Regions from separate parts of the Sus scrofa genome. Here region 1 is linked to region 2. The links are chromatin contacts, called in public Hi-C maps. All regions are on one chromosome and are shown on one strand. The core of a region is the stretch at or near the end of the contact, and the rest is flanking DNA. Distances in the headings are between cores, read along the strand shown.

Region 1 (7,256 bases), core at 3,620-6,119, 160 kb after region 2:
GATTCACTTTCTTACTGAAATGACTAGATACCTTAATATAAAAAATTTGAAAATGCAGATAAGCAACAAAAGGATGATTGCTTTGGTCAAGGAAATGTCGGTGTTAAACCAGATATGTAGACTGAGTAGATGCTAATTGTAGGTACACTCATTTTCCATGACTGAACTGTCCTCTATGACTGCAGAAACCCCCAGACAAAACAAATAAACAAAACACCCCAAAGGACTGAAGATTTCAAAGAAATATATGGAACTGTGTGGCGGATACAGTTTCAAAAGAGATTCACAGATTTTGATATGTAAGTGAATGATACCTTAATTTTCTACACCTGAGTACACTTTGCTAAGCAATTTAAATGTATTTTCTCCTTAAAGAAAAACTGATTGAGTTACTAGTAAGGGATGTTCATTCAAAAGATGGCCTATCCCTGGGAGTTCCCACTGTGGTGCAGTGGGTTAAGGATCTGGTGTTGTCACAGCTGTGGTGTAGGTCACAGCTACAGCTTAGATTTAATCCCTGGCCCAGAGGACGGCCATATGCCGAGGGGTGTAGCCAAAAAAACAAAAACAAAAAAAAGGATGGTCTATCCCTGGAATTCTAGTGACAACTATATGAACTCCAGAACTATGTTGAAGTTGTTGGTCATGTGGCCAAATTCTGGGCAGTGTATGGGTCTACTTGTTCTGGGCAATAAACTTTATTTCATGAAACTACTTTAGTCTCATAGCTGTTCTGATTAGGTTTAGCTATACACAGCTTAGACGACAAAATAGCTATGCCTTTAAACAAGAGAGAAGTTTCTTTCTTTCTCGTTTAAAAGAAGGTAGGAGATGGAAAGTCCAGAGCTATATGTCAGCTCCATAGTCACTAGGGACATAGATTTCTTCTATATTTCTGTTTTTATTGGCTATACTTGTTTATTATTAGCTTATTCGCTATACATGTTTGTTTTATTTTTGACAGTTACTCTAAGGTTTAAAATACGAATTTTTAATTTATCATAATTTATCTTCGAATAATAGTATAGCACTTCACATAAAATGTAAATCCCAACAATACAATTCAATTTCCCCTTTCCGTCCTTTAGTTCAAATTGTTATTGTTGTTAAACATTTTTCTTTGACATGTTATATTTTTGCTTTAAACAGTCAGTTACCTTTTCTAATTTTTTTAGATAAGGAGGAAAAGTCTTATATCAACTCACATAGTTACCATTTCTGGCACTTTTCATTCTTTTAATTCTATAATCCAAGTTTCCATGTAGTGTTTTGTTTTGTTTTTTAATGCTGAAGAAGTTGCTTTAATATTTCTTGTAATGCAGTTCTGCTGGCAACATCCTCTTAGCTTTTGTTTTCTTTAGCTTTAATTTTTGAAAGATATTTTCTCTAAATAAAGGATTCTATGTGAGAGGCTTCTCTTCTTTCGTCCTTTTAAAAATGCCCTTTCATTATCTTCTGACTTGCGTAATTTCTGATTAGAAGTTTACTGAGTTTTTTCTTTGTTTCTCTATACATAATCTACCTTTTTTCCCACTGGCTACTTTTAATCTTTTTAACACTAATTTTTAACAATTTAATGATGTCTTTCACAGTGCTTTTATGAGTGTGTGGGAATGTGTGTGTTTATACTGCAAAGGACATACTAAATTTCTTGAGTATCTGGATTTGTAATTTTCATCAAATATGAAAATATTTTCAGCTGTATTACTTCAAATAATTTTTCTATCATCCCCTCTCACCCCTCTTTAATCTGGAACTCCAGTTACACATATATTAGAATACTTGGTATTATTCGCTAGATCATTGAGGCTGTTTTTCATTTTTTGTTGTTGTTTTTTGGTTTTATTTTTAGTTTCCGCTCTTTATGTACTTTATTTTGGCTAGATTCTACTGTTATTGCCTCAAGTTTACTCATCATCCAGTGAAATTTTTATTTTGGAAGTTGTAATATTAATTTCTACAAAAATCTATTTTTATATCTTTAATTTCTTTCAGCATAGAGAACATATTTTTAATAACTGCTTTAATATTTTGACTGCTAATTCTACCATCTCTGTCATTTCTGTCTTTGTTTATTGACTGACTTTTTTCTTGGTTATAGATTACATTTCCTACTTTGTATCTCCTAGTTTTCTTGCTGGTTCCCAGACATCTTCAGGCTCTTCCTACCTATTCTTTAAATCTGGTGTTCCCCTGGATGCTATTATTAACTCCGTTTTTGATGTTCGTACTCTCCCTGGATGAGCTCATCCACTCTCAAAATTTCAATTACCATTGAAATTCTATATGAAGGTATATTCCAATATATCTTCTGAAGAGAGCTCTAGAGTCATATATATATAATGACTGTTCCCTCCATTTCTCCACCTAGATCCAGAGTGATCTCAAACTCAGCATATCCAAATTGAATTATATCAAATCCCCCCTCAAAAGCTGCTCAATGTCCTGTATTCCCTAACTCAATGAATGGCATTACTAGCTTATAATCATACACACTGAACATCTTTGAGTCATCATCCTTCTGCTTCCTTGTAGGAGATATTGTGGTTCTCCCCAGTCTCCATTCTTTTTCTAGGTAATCACCTCAATTTTGGGGGGGATATTCACACATTTCCATCACAGCTTTGGATCTAGAGTCAGGGCATATGGTTTTATCCTAAGATAACTAGCCTCATGCCATCTCTTGGCCACCATAAATCAATCCTTAAGGCTTCTGGGAAAGGAATTTTCTCTCCTTTCTAAAAGAGTTTTCAAAAACAATTCCCTCTTTCTCTTCTCTTCTGGATCTAGATGGTGAAACTTACAGCCACAAGAATTGTTGGCAACTGTAAAGCCAATACATAAGGAGGAAAAGCAATGGAACAAGAAACATGTCCTTATTGACATCACTGAGCTGATGAATCATGCAGCCCTGTAGCCCATCTTTTCATTGGACTTTCTGTTTAGGCAGGTCAATGTTGGGTTTATTGGTTAAGCCAGTTAGAGTTGGGTTTTTTGCTGCTTACAACAGAAAGCATCTTAATTGATAACTTCACCCCCAAACAAAGGTTGTTTAATCACTAGGTTCTATTAATTCTATTCCTTAAATAGTGTGATTTCCCTCAGTTCTGTCTTCTGCCACTGCTGATTCAGGCCTTTTTTTTTTTTTTTTTAATGCATAAAATGCATTTCTAAAGTGCATATCTTATCAAAATTTCATGTGCTTCCAATCTTGGCATGGCTTTCTGTTGCTTGTAGAAAAGAGCCTATATTCCTTAGCATATGGTACAAGATTCTTCATGATCTGTCTCCTTTACCTTTCACTGTCTCCTCTTGCCACTCCCTTCAATTCCACCCTACAACCAGCAATGCTGAACTCTTTGCTGAACCAAATTCTAATGCCTCTAGCACTTTGCTCTTGCTGCCTTCCACCTCACCCCCAGCCCCCCCACCCTCTGCTCTCACTCACTTCTCTTTTCTTCCTCCACCAAAGCACACAAACACACTAACTCCTAGTCATCCTCAAGTTTAAGCGTTCTTTGAAGCATTTTCTGAAACTGCCTGAGCCTGGGGTAACTGTGTGTTGAAGCACCTGGTGTACTTTCCTATTAAGGTATTATCACACTGAGTCTATTTATTTACCTGGCTCCTCTTTTGCACAGTAAGCACTTAAACAGTGTTTCTTTTACATTCCTGTATCTCTCTTTCTGAGAACTAATAAAGTACCTGAGGCGTAGTATATTCAAGAATGTTTTCTAAATGAATAATTATGTGGTCTGCAAACATAAGGATCCTTGATCTTGAAACTCTCTATCTGAAAACCTCAACTTTTCCTGTTTCTGATTTCTAAACATTGATCTTTTTTCTTCCAGAGTATGGGGTTCTAGGTGGGCAGAGAAGAAAAACAAAAGAGCTTGGACAGGCTGTCTTAAGTCCTCTAGAGATCCAATAACATGTTTGCCTTTCACCACCCTCTTCGGCCACTATTTACACCTGGGTGCCCTGTATGGGTGTAGCCCTAGCTGACCAGCCCAACAGCATACTCAGACAGTGGTTCAGACTTCTCTTATTGCTAATTGAAAGTTGCCAATGTATATACAGTAAACAATTTTCAACTTTTCACTTATCTTTTGAACTTATACTTTATGAAATTCTTATTTCTTAAAAATTCTAGGCCTTAAAATTTAAACGTTTGATTACTTTGCACCGATCAAGTAAGATATAGCGATCTTGATCCTGAGCTCTACCTTTGCTGGCCTTAAAGAAGCCAGTTAGATGTGACTTGAGCGAAGAAATTAACTATGGGAATCTGACAATGGATTTGTTCCTAGCAGTTTTATAACTTAATTGTAAAGTTATTGGAAGCAACTACGTTTCTACAAGTCTTAGGTTAAAAAAATAAACGGAAAAAACCCTTGAATTTAAGGCAGGGAGGGCTCCCTTGAGGGAAGGGAAATGGTTGTGATTCGGCATTTATGGCATAAAATTAAGCAGCAGGGAAGACCAAAATATGAAGAAGTCAGATTTCACTGAGCACTTGTGAGTGGTGAGGTTAGGAAATTGGGGGTGGAGCGAAGTAAGAAGGACCAGCTAAAAGTAGGATCCTTAACAGCACCATAACACAAGGAGGGCCTTGTTCAGCCAGCAGCCGCGCTGAACACGTTCCCTTCCTCAGTATGTCTGTGACCATAGTAACAGTGGGGCCGACCCTCTCCCTCCCGAGCATGCGCAGTGCGGAGCGAGCAGGGACTCGTCCTCAACAATGTACCCCTTTTTCTTCAGTCAGAGAACTACAACTCCCAAGAGACCGCTCGGCGCCGCGGCACCGCCTCCCTCTATGGCCCTGCCCCGTCCCCTCCCTCCGGCCCCGCCTTCCAGCTAGTCCCCTCCCCTCCCTCTGAGTGTGTGTCAGTGACCCAGAGGCGGAGTGAGGCGGAGGGACCGTCGGGGGGCGCCGCCGCTGCCGCCTCCAGCAGCAGCACTAGCCGAGCCGCGCGTTCGGGTTTGCCTCGAGCCCTCCGGGAGCGCATCACAAAGCGGGCCCCGCGGCTCTCCCTCCGCCCGCGGCTCGTCAGCGCTCAGCTCCGCGGCCAACTTCCCCTCGCCGGGCTCGGCCGGCTGGCGCGGAAGGCGGCGGCGGAACGCCGGGCTGTCTGCTCGCGCTCCCCGCGCACGCACACTTCACCCCCTCGCCCCGGGTCTCGGGGCCGTGCTGGGATTCCGGCCACCAGCAATTGTCCGGTGAGTGTGGCCGCGGCACGCCGCGGGAGGGGTCGACACGGAGCGGGCGAGGGGTGCGGGCCAGGCGGGCGCGCAACTTCCTCGGCGGCTTCCCGGGGCGGACGGCCGGGTTTAGGCGGCCAGCTTTCCCCGCCCGCCTGCGCGCCCCCGCGCCGAAGCGGAGTTTGCGGCGCCCTCATCCCGCGCCTTCGCAGGAGGAAGCGCCTTTGTCAGGAGCCGGCCCGACGCGCCCTCCCCCTCCGCCCAGGAACGGGCGCGCGGCGGCCAAGTCCGAGCCCCGCGCCCCGCGCCGGGCCACCAGCTGAGGGAGGGGAGCTTCGCGGGGGCGGGGAACGAGGTAGAATTGAAAGAGAAACAAAGGGGGGCGGAGGGCTTTTCTTTTGTTTGTACGAATCTGATAACTTCTTTTTCCTTCTTTACATAACACAGACTTCCAAGTTAGTCATTTTGTTTATTGTCATGATTATTGTCATCATCACTGCTTGTCCCTCGCGTTTCCTTTCATCTGTGGATCTCAGAGCACTTAAAAACACCAATTAGTTACACCTCCGGGGCCCCTACGAAACAAAGTTAATGCCCCGGTTTCCGTAAGTGGGTAAACTGAGGTCCGGAAGAGCTCGCTAATTGATGGATACCCTTGATCTTCCACCACGCCTGGTGTCTGAGGACCTGAAAGCATTTATGAGTAAGAACTGGTTCTTCAGTGCCCTATGGAAAAGTTGAAGATACTCATTTTACTTACAGGTTAACCGAAGTCTAAAAGAAGTCTGGGTAATTGTTAGGTAGTTGAAACAATAACTCTTCTTACACGATGTTTTGAATCTTAAAACCTCAAAGGACTCTTGAAAAATGCTACGAATGGGGAGAAAGAATACTGTACACCATAAACTCATCTCACCCATCTGCTTTTATTTTTGTACCTGCGGGTAGGCAAGACAGCAATCATGGGGGTGGGAGGGCAGAGATTTTTTTTAATGTAGGTTTAACAGATTTAGTCACAACACACAAGGAACTGTGTCTTGGTTTTAATAGCACCAACAGCCTTCCCATCGTTTAGTCATCAAATTGAGTGAGCACCTTATCCATAAGGTACTGGTTGTACAAAGAACCAGAAGCTTTAAGTGTAAGAAAAGGTCATCTATTTGTTTTGGTTCAAAGGCTGTGTACTTCTCTTATTCTACAAAATGCTATTTTGTTTGCATAGCAGCTGATCTTTTGTTTCACAACTGGCTTTGTCTTTTTCTACTTGAATATGTATTTCTTTTGTAATTGAGGAGAACCGTAAGAGGTTTTTTGTTTGCTGTTTTTTTGTTTGTTTGTTTTGCTTTTTTTTTTTAGTTTGCCTAGTAGTGTGAATGTAAATTTTTGAGTTGTGGAGAAGGTTCAGTTTCTTAAGCTCTTCTGTTTCCGTTTATGACCTTTTCTTTATAACCAACAAAATGTTTTTTCAGGGTGATCAGATTTACAGCTCTCAAAACATTGTCTTTCTTGTACAAATAAAGCATATGCATTTTTATGTTTTTTATTCACACTAACATCCTCTTCTAGAAGAAAATACTTAATGCTGAGAACAAGTTTGTTTATTTTGATAATTGATCCAGACTGGAAGGTACCAAAATTTTAAATCAAGCATCATCACTACTAGTTAGTTATTTCCTGAGGTGACTAATTGTCAGAATTGGAGTAACAGTACTTTCTCTTATCCTAAATTCTCCTGAATTTAATTTCGTATTTTATAGTTGCCCCCAGATTTTAGACTCTGGTGGTTCCATCAGTAAAGGGAAAGATGTTTATTTTGATAACCTGTCCTCTAACCTGACCTCTTTCTATAGTATGTTGAAAGTCCTCTTTCTATAGTATGTTGAAAGAAATCTTAAGTTTAAAACAAGCAGTTGAAAAATAGTTAAGGGTATGTATGGAAAGATGCATGTAGTGAAGTGGTTATAATGCTTCATCTAATAAATTTAAGACTTTTAAAGAGAAAACTTGTTACCTAGGTTTTTATTAGTGTTATGGAAGTGCTGTAATGTAATAAT
Region 2 (6,434 bases), core at 812-3,311:
CAGGCTAGGGGTCCAATCGGAGCTGTAGCCACTGGCCTACACCAGAGCCACAGCAACGCGGGATCCAAGCCGCGTCTGCAACCTACACCACAGCTCACGGCAACGCCGGATCCCTAACCCACTGAGCAAGGGCAGGAACGGAACCCGCAAACTCATGGTTCCTAGTCGGATTCGTTAACCACCTCACCACGACGGGAACTCCTATTTTTTAAATTATACCATGCCAGGAAGTTCCCCTGTGGTGCAGGGTGCAGCTGCAACGCAGGTTCAGTCCCTGGCCAGGGAACTTCCACATGCTAAGGGTGTGACAAAAAAAATGCACTGTGTCAGATGAGAGTACAGATATAGGCCCCTGTAAATGCTTGAGCCTGGCTGGAACAGAGCTTGCGAGTGGGGCTGGAGGTGGAAGAAGATTGGAGAAGGTTGTGGGGCCTGATAGGAAAGGGCCTGCAGGCTGGGCCAAGGAGTTTGCATTTTCATATATCCAAGGACAAGGAATAACAGGATCAATTTGTGCTTTAAAAAAAAAACGAGGTGGAGTTCCCGTCATGGTGCAGTGGTTAATGAATCTGACTGGGAACCATGAGGTGGTGGGTTTGATCCCTGTCCTTGCTCAGTGGGTTAGGGATCCGGCGTTAAGGATCTGGCGTTGTCGTGAGCTGTGGTGTAGGTTGCAGACACGGCTCGGATCCCGCGTTGCTGTGGCCCTGGCATAGGCTGGCTGCTACAGCTCCGATTGGACCCCTAGCCTGGGAACCTCCATATGCCGTGGGAGCGGCCTTAGAAAAAAGGGCAAAAAGACAAAAAATAAAATAAAATAAAATAAAAACAAGGTCCTAGAGAGCAGAAAAGGGTTGTTGGACAAGACTTGGGCTGGTAGGGAGAGAAGGGGGTGGACTGCAGGTGGGGGGTCAGTGGCTGCCTCTGGGGGAGGACCTGGGAGGCAAGGGACCTGGGATCAAGGGTGAAGGGAGGCTTACTTTTACTGTAAATGCTTTTGTCAGATTTATGCATGTGCATTCATTTCCATGTGGCTTTATTTCCTATAGAAATCATTTTATTTATTTTAAAAAGAAAAGCCCAGCAGACCAGGTGTGATGAGGCCTCAGCTGTGGCACTGGTGGTGCGTGGGGTTGGGGAGGAAGGGGAACGTTAGCAGCAGAGTTGAGGACTGACTGGAAGTGGGGATGGTGGATGTGGGAACTGCACCCACACCTCCAAGGACCTGGGGAACAGAACCTTGTAGGGAGGAGGGCTAGAAGGTAGAAAGTTCACCTGCCCCAGGTGACTGCTCTCTGATTCCCCGGGTCAAAACACAAGCATCTAGCAGGTACAAAATATCACCAGGCACTCTGGGCCTTTGGTTCCACTTTCATCCCAGGAGGACATCTATAGCCTAGACATGACCTAGGGGCAAGCCACATGTTATACAGATGACAAGGTCCACTCAAGACCACCAGGAATCCCAACCTAGTCCCTTCCTCCCCCTGCCCCCGAGTCCCTCCTCATTGCTCCAAAGGGAATCTCCACACAACCAAGCTAGGACATTCTCTAAGACTTCTCTGAGTCATTATTTTCTTTTTATCGTGTATGCCATACTTGTCCCAATGACAGTGAACCATAAGCTCTTTAGAGGCAAAAACTTAAAGGTCTTTGTGACCTCACAGAGGCACACCATTTCTTTTCTATATGGTAGGTACCACGAATGTGTTCATTGGCTGGTTGATGGGGACTTCCCAGTTGCCTTCTTAACAGCTCTGCCAACACATCTGCCCTCCCTGCACATCTGCCTTCCAGCTCTGCGGAGCCTAACCTCCTTCCTTCCTCTGAAGGAAACCCCCCCACACCCTTGGCCAAGAAGTCAAAGGTGTGCTCAGTGTTCACCCTCCTTTGGTGGTTTTCCACATTCAGCCCTTCTTTGCCCAGATAGTATCAGCCAAACAGAAAGCAGTAGCCAGAAGTTGTCTTTAAGCAAATGTCTATTTGGCCTCTTGCACATGGAAGGGAACATAACTGTGAAAATGATAATAAGCAGTAATGATCATCATCATTGCAAAGAGGCATCAGTCCCAGCAGCTCCAGTGAGGCACTGGGGTGTCATCACTTCATCTGCAAACAGAAAATGGAACTCACCTGCCTCTGCACCTATAAAGAATGCTCATAATTCTTAGAAAACTGGAAATTCCTTTACACTGGCACTTATTTTTATACTGTTCGTAAGAGCTTTGTGATTACAGCAGTCAGGGTCCCAATATGCTCTTGATATAGGCGAGGGTGTACTTTCAGTGCAATGAAAGGAAGCAACCCATCCCTGGACAGAAAACAATCCACAACTCAGTTTTTCAGGGTTGCTGAGGTTGGATGGTCTCCCCCTGGGGGGCAGGGCCTGGAATGAAATTGCCTGGGGTCCCTCAGCTCTTGTCCCAGAGGAAAGGGCAGATGCTGGGCAGCTCACCAAGGAGCCTTACAGATCTGCCTTTTTTTTTTTTTTTTAATGGCCACACCCGGCATGTGGAAGTTCCTGGGCTAGGGATGGAACTTGAGCTGCAGTTGCTGCCTGTGACCTAGCTATGGCAACTCCAGATCCTTAACCCACTACCATCCAAAAGAACTTACTCTGCCTCTTTTTTTTTTTTTTTTTACACCCACCTCCTCCTAAGGGAGAAAGTTCTGTTCCTTCCTGCCTCTCTGGGCAGAGCAGAAACTGAAAAGGGCTACTTGTTCCTAACAAGTTATATATAGCTCAGCAAATGACCGCTAGGTCTTCAGCCTCAGGTCTGGGAATTGCCTTGTGCAGCCACACCAGGACGGTGTCCCAGTTAGCAGAAAAGCAAGGATGATCTTCTTGTGGCCCTTTATGCTTGTGGCATAAACTGAAGTAGCCCCCCAGTTCTTTGGGAAGGAGAGGACCTCACTGCAGAAATAATTTTCCAGGAAGAGAAGCAGTGTTAGTTGCCTGAATAACATGGGGTCCAGCGCCACCTACTGTCCGCTATAGGAGTTGGCGAGCGTCCTGTTCTCTTGATGGGATGTTTTGGAAACTGGCTTTAACCACCAGAGGGACAGAAATGAGGAGACACATTACCAGAACACAGGGCTGTCGTCCAGCCCAAGAGGGACTATGATTTTGGTGGGAGAAGCTGAGAAGCTACAACCCTAATGCGTCATAGATGGGGGTGTTTCGTGAAGGGATGGGGGTGTCTCTCTCTTGGAAGGAAGCTGAGGTGACTCACAAGTAATATTTAGAGTCTTATTCCCAGAAGATTGGCTTGGGTTTGTCTGCTTGAATATTTTTGCTCACACTAAGGGAAAAAAATACTGGTGCTATTTTATGACTTTTATGCTTTTCAAACTAGTTTCTCAGTGCTCCCCCAGAGCTAGCATATGGGCTATTTACAAAAGTCCTTGCAATCGATCTCACCACCGAACCCACTCCTGCTCCTTGATAATGTCTTTGTATCACAAAAAGCTTCTTTTTATTATCCTCCCACTTCCTGGCTGCCTCAAACCCCCTACTAATCAAAGTCACCATTTGCTCTTTGCTTTACATCGTTCATTTAAACCTCAGAACAGCCCAAAGAGGGGATGTTAATATTCTCATTCAAACATGAAAAAACTGATCCCTGGGGAGATTAAGAGACTTACCCAGGATCTGTCAGCTAATCAGCAGAGATGATATTTGAACCCAGTTATTTAGCTCCAAAACTTTTCACCAGAGTGTTCCATCTGCACCATGAGGGGATAGCCAGCTAGTGCAGAAGAAGCTATTGTATCCAAGAATTTCTGGAGGAGATCAACACCCCTCCAGCTCAGAGGACACTTTCTGCTCTGCACCAGTCCCTGTGACCCCAGGCTTGGCTGGACTCTTGGTGTAAACACCCTCCTTCCTCATAGCATCAGTCCTGCCGCCCCCTACCCCCAGCACAAACACTTCTGCTGACTGCACTCCTCCACACTTGGAACCAGCCCAGACGAGTCATGAGAGCAAAGAGCAGAGATTTTGGCAAGTGTTCAGAATGCCAGGAGGATCCTGGGTTTGTCTGACTCCCTGGACCTCAGCTTCACCCAGTGGAAAACTGGGAAAATTCCCTGCTGGCTCCTCCTTTCCCCTCCTCTCCCAGCCCCTTCATGGTTCTCCACCAGATAGACACACCTCCAGAGGAAGGTTAAATAAGGCCACTCTCTGGAGTCCTCTGAAACAAAATTGTTGCTTAAATATACAGATTCAGAAATAAAGCTTAAGTGGGTAACACGCTGCAGTGGGATCCAAATGCCAGCCTCCACAAATGGGCTAAATGTTCAGGCTGCTGGCAGCCCATGGGAGGTGCTTTGGGGTATTGGAAAAAACATAAGATTAAGAGACCTAGACTTAAATCCTTAGTCTGTCACCCCCAGCTGAGTGATTTTGGGCAAGTCACTTAACTTCTCTGAGCCTCATTTTCTCATTTGTTGAAAGAGGGCAATTCTCTTTCCACCTACAAGGCAATAGATGAACAAGTGCTTTGTAAAGCCCTGCAGGGTGGGAGGTAGCATTTGAAGGAACAGCAGGCGTCAGCAGGATTTAGGTGAGATTTTTATTCACTTTGCCCTTTTCTTACTTCCTCCCCCTACCTCTGCCCCGCCAAAGAAAGAGGCTGTCTCCTATAGAGTGAATCTCAACACACACAATCTCTAAGTCCCTGTGGGCTCATCGCTTTTTTTTAAAGCCAAATGATCTTGGAAAACAGCTTTTCCAACAAAGACCCAGTGGCCAGGGACCACTGGATGCACTTCCTTTAGAGACAGGAAAAGCAGAAGCAGGAAGATCTATGGCAGCATATCCATTATTTGCAAGAGGAAGGCCCGGAAAGGCTATTTATTTCCTCTGTTGCTGCCTGAGAAAGATGGACGTTTGTGGCCAGCGTGGGAGCAGATGCGTCTGCAGCAGCCTCGTAGAGCTCATGCATTCAAGGGGAGAGGAGTAAAACCCTGAGGAGGGGCCGGTAGAGAGCAGAGGTGGCATGAAGCTGCCATGGTGAAGCTAGCTTCAAAACCTCTTGGTTTCTTCATAGGCTCCATTTCTAATTTAAGACATCTCCGCCCAGTTTGAAGAACTCTGTGCCTCTCCACAGAGGGAGGAAAGAGCTTTACAAGAAAGGCTCAGGAAGAACAAAGGCCTCATTAGGATCCATCAGGTACTCTGACTATGCGTTCCCCAGAATCTCTATTGATGATCTCGGGTACAAATGAAGCAGTAATTAAGGATACAATGCAAATGATCTTCAGCTTAGTAACTCCCCTTGTAATTGAAATTTACTAAATTAGGTCTGAGGGTTTGTTTTTTTAAAACTGGGTCTTTAAAAAAAAATTTCCCCAATTATAATACCCCGTCTCCTCCCTGCCACCCACCCCTGTGTAATGTAATTAGTTTAAAATAAGATCCACAGTGAGGGTGAGGACACACTGCCTACGGATATGTTAAAGTTGGCGCTCGCTCTCTGAAATGCTCTTTTCCAATAAACATTCCCCAGGAAGCCAATGAGGAGGGGGCTTTTGCATCAGTCAGGCTGCTGTTTCATTATCAAATATAGGACAAGGAGACTGGACAGGTCTAACGGTCCTGGTGATGCTAGACAAAGAGATTTGTCATCTCTCTCCAGGTCCTTTCCTCTGATCTGGAGCGAGCTGAGGACTGCTCAGAGGAAGAAGTGAAGGATTGCTCTATTAGGTAGGAGAGGAATTGGAGTCTTTCTGGGATCCTGACAAGAGAGCTGACTCAGGAGACAGAGGGTTTAGGGGAGATCAGAAACCTGTCTCTGTTTTCTCAGAGGCCAGAGAGTCAAAGTGCAAACTGAAATAGCCCCAGGACACCTCTGAATCCTGTCCTCAGCCCCTTGGTGCCACTCGCCTTAGCTGGTTTCTCCTGAGCAGAGGGTCCCGCCCACCAAGCTCAGCTTGCCAGGTGGGCACTAGGAGGAGTCATGGGGCCAGAGACCCAGATCCCAGAAGTTCTCCAGCCTCCCCATCTTTATCCCCAGTTTGACCATTGTCCAGACAAGAAAGAGGGCTGAAAGTTGTCCTGAGGATGGCCGACCCTCCAGAACACAGGGGCTGTTTCATTCAACTCGAAAGAAAGACCTGTTTGCCTTTGAAACCAAGTTCCATTTTCCTCAAGCAACCTGCAGAATTGATGTGTGAGAACAGGAGAGAGCCTCCCACAGCCTGCCTCTTCCGTTCTCTTCCCCTCCCCCTGGCTGCCCCGGGGGGCACAACTTCCTGAAACTGTTAGGTAAACTCAGAAGCACCTTGAGCTAATTGGCCCTCACCTTCCAAAGTCCAAGACTGCAGGTCCATCTGAGAACTCAGTAAAACAGCAGCTCTTTGGCAGGCAGCACACCTAAAGGAAAGTGCTCACCCTGGCCCCACGCCTTTATGTAAAAAATGCATTGAGATGC

The links. A called contact is a pair of places that touch in the nucleus more often than the background predicts.
Region 1: a Hi-C map of retroperitoneal adipose tissue shows a contact between it and region 2, with 2.1 times the contacts expected there. A contact is called at or near these places in 1 of 5 promoter capture datasets (liver), 8 of 47 Hi-C or Micro-C datasets (alveolar macrophages, embryonic fibroblasts, liver and 3 more) and 2 of 2 datasets of targeted methods (alveolar macrophages and skeletal muscle).

What each region holds. Positions count from the first base shown.
Region 1 is chr3:77,735,591-77,742,846 of Sscrofa11.1, forward strand. It overlaps PELI1 (E3 ubiquitin-protein ligase pellino homolog 1), which reads left to right and starts at 4,870. Exons shown (of 7, transcript XM_021087454.1): 1 at 4,870-5,220.
Region 2 is chr3:77,575,935-77,582,368 of Sscrofa11.1, forward strand. LOC110259999 (a long non-coding RNA gene) reads right to left here and starts at 5,173. Exons shown (of 3, transcript XR_002342638.1): 1 at 3,646-5,173.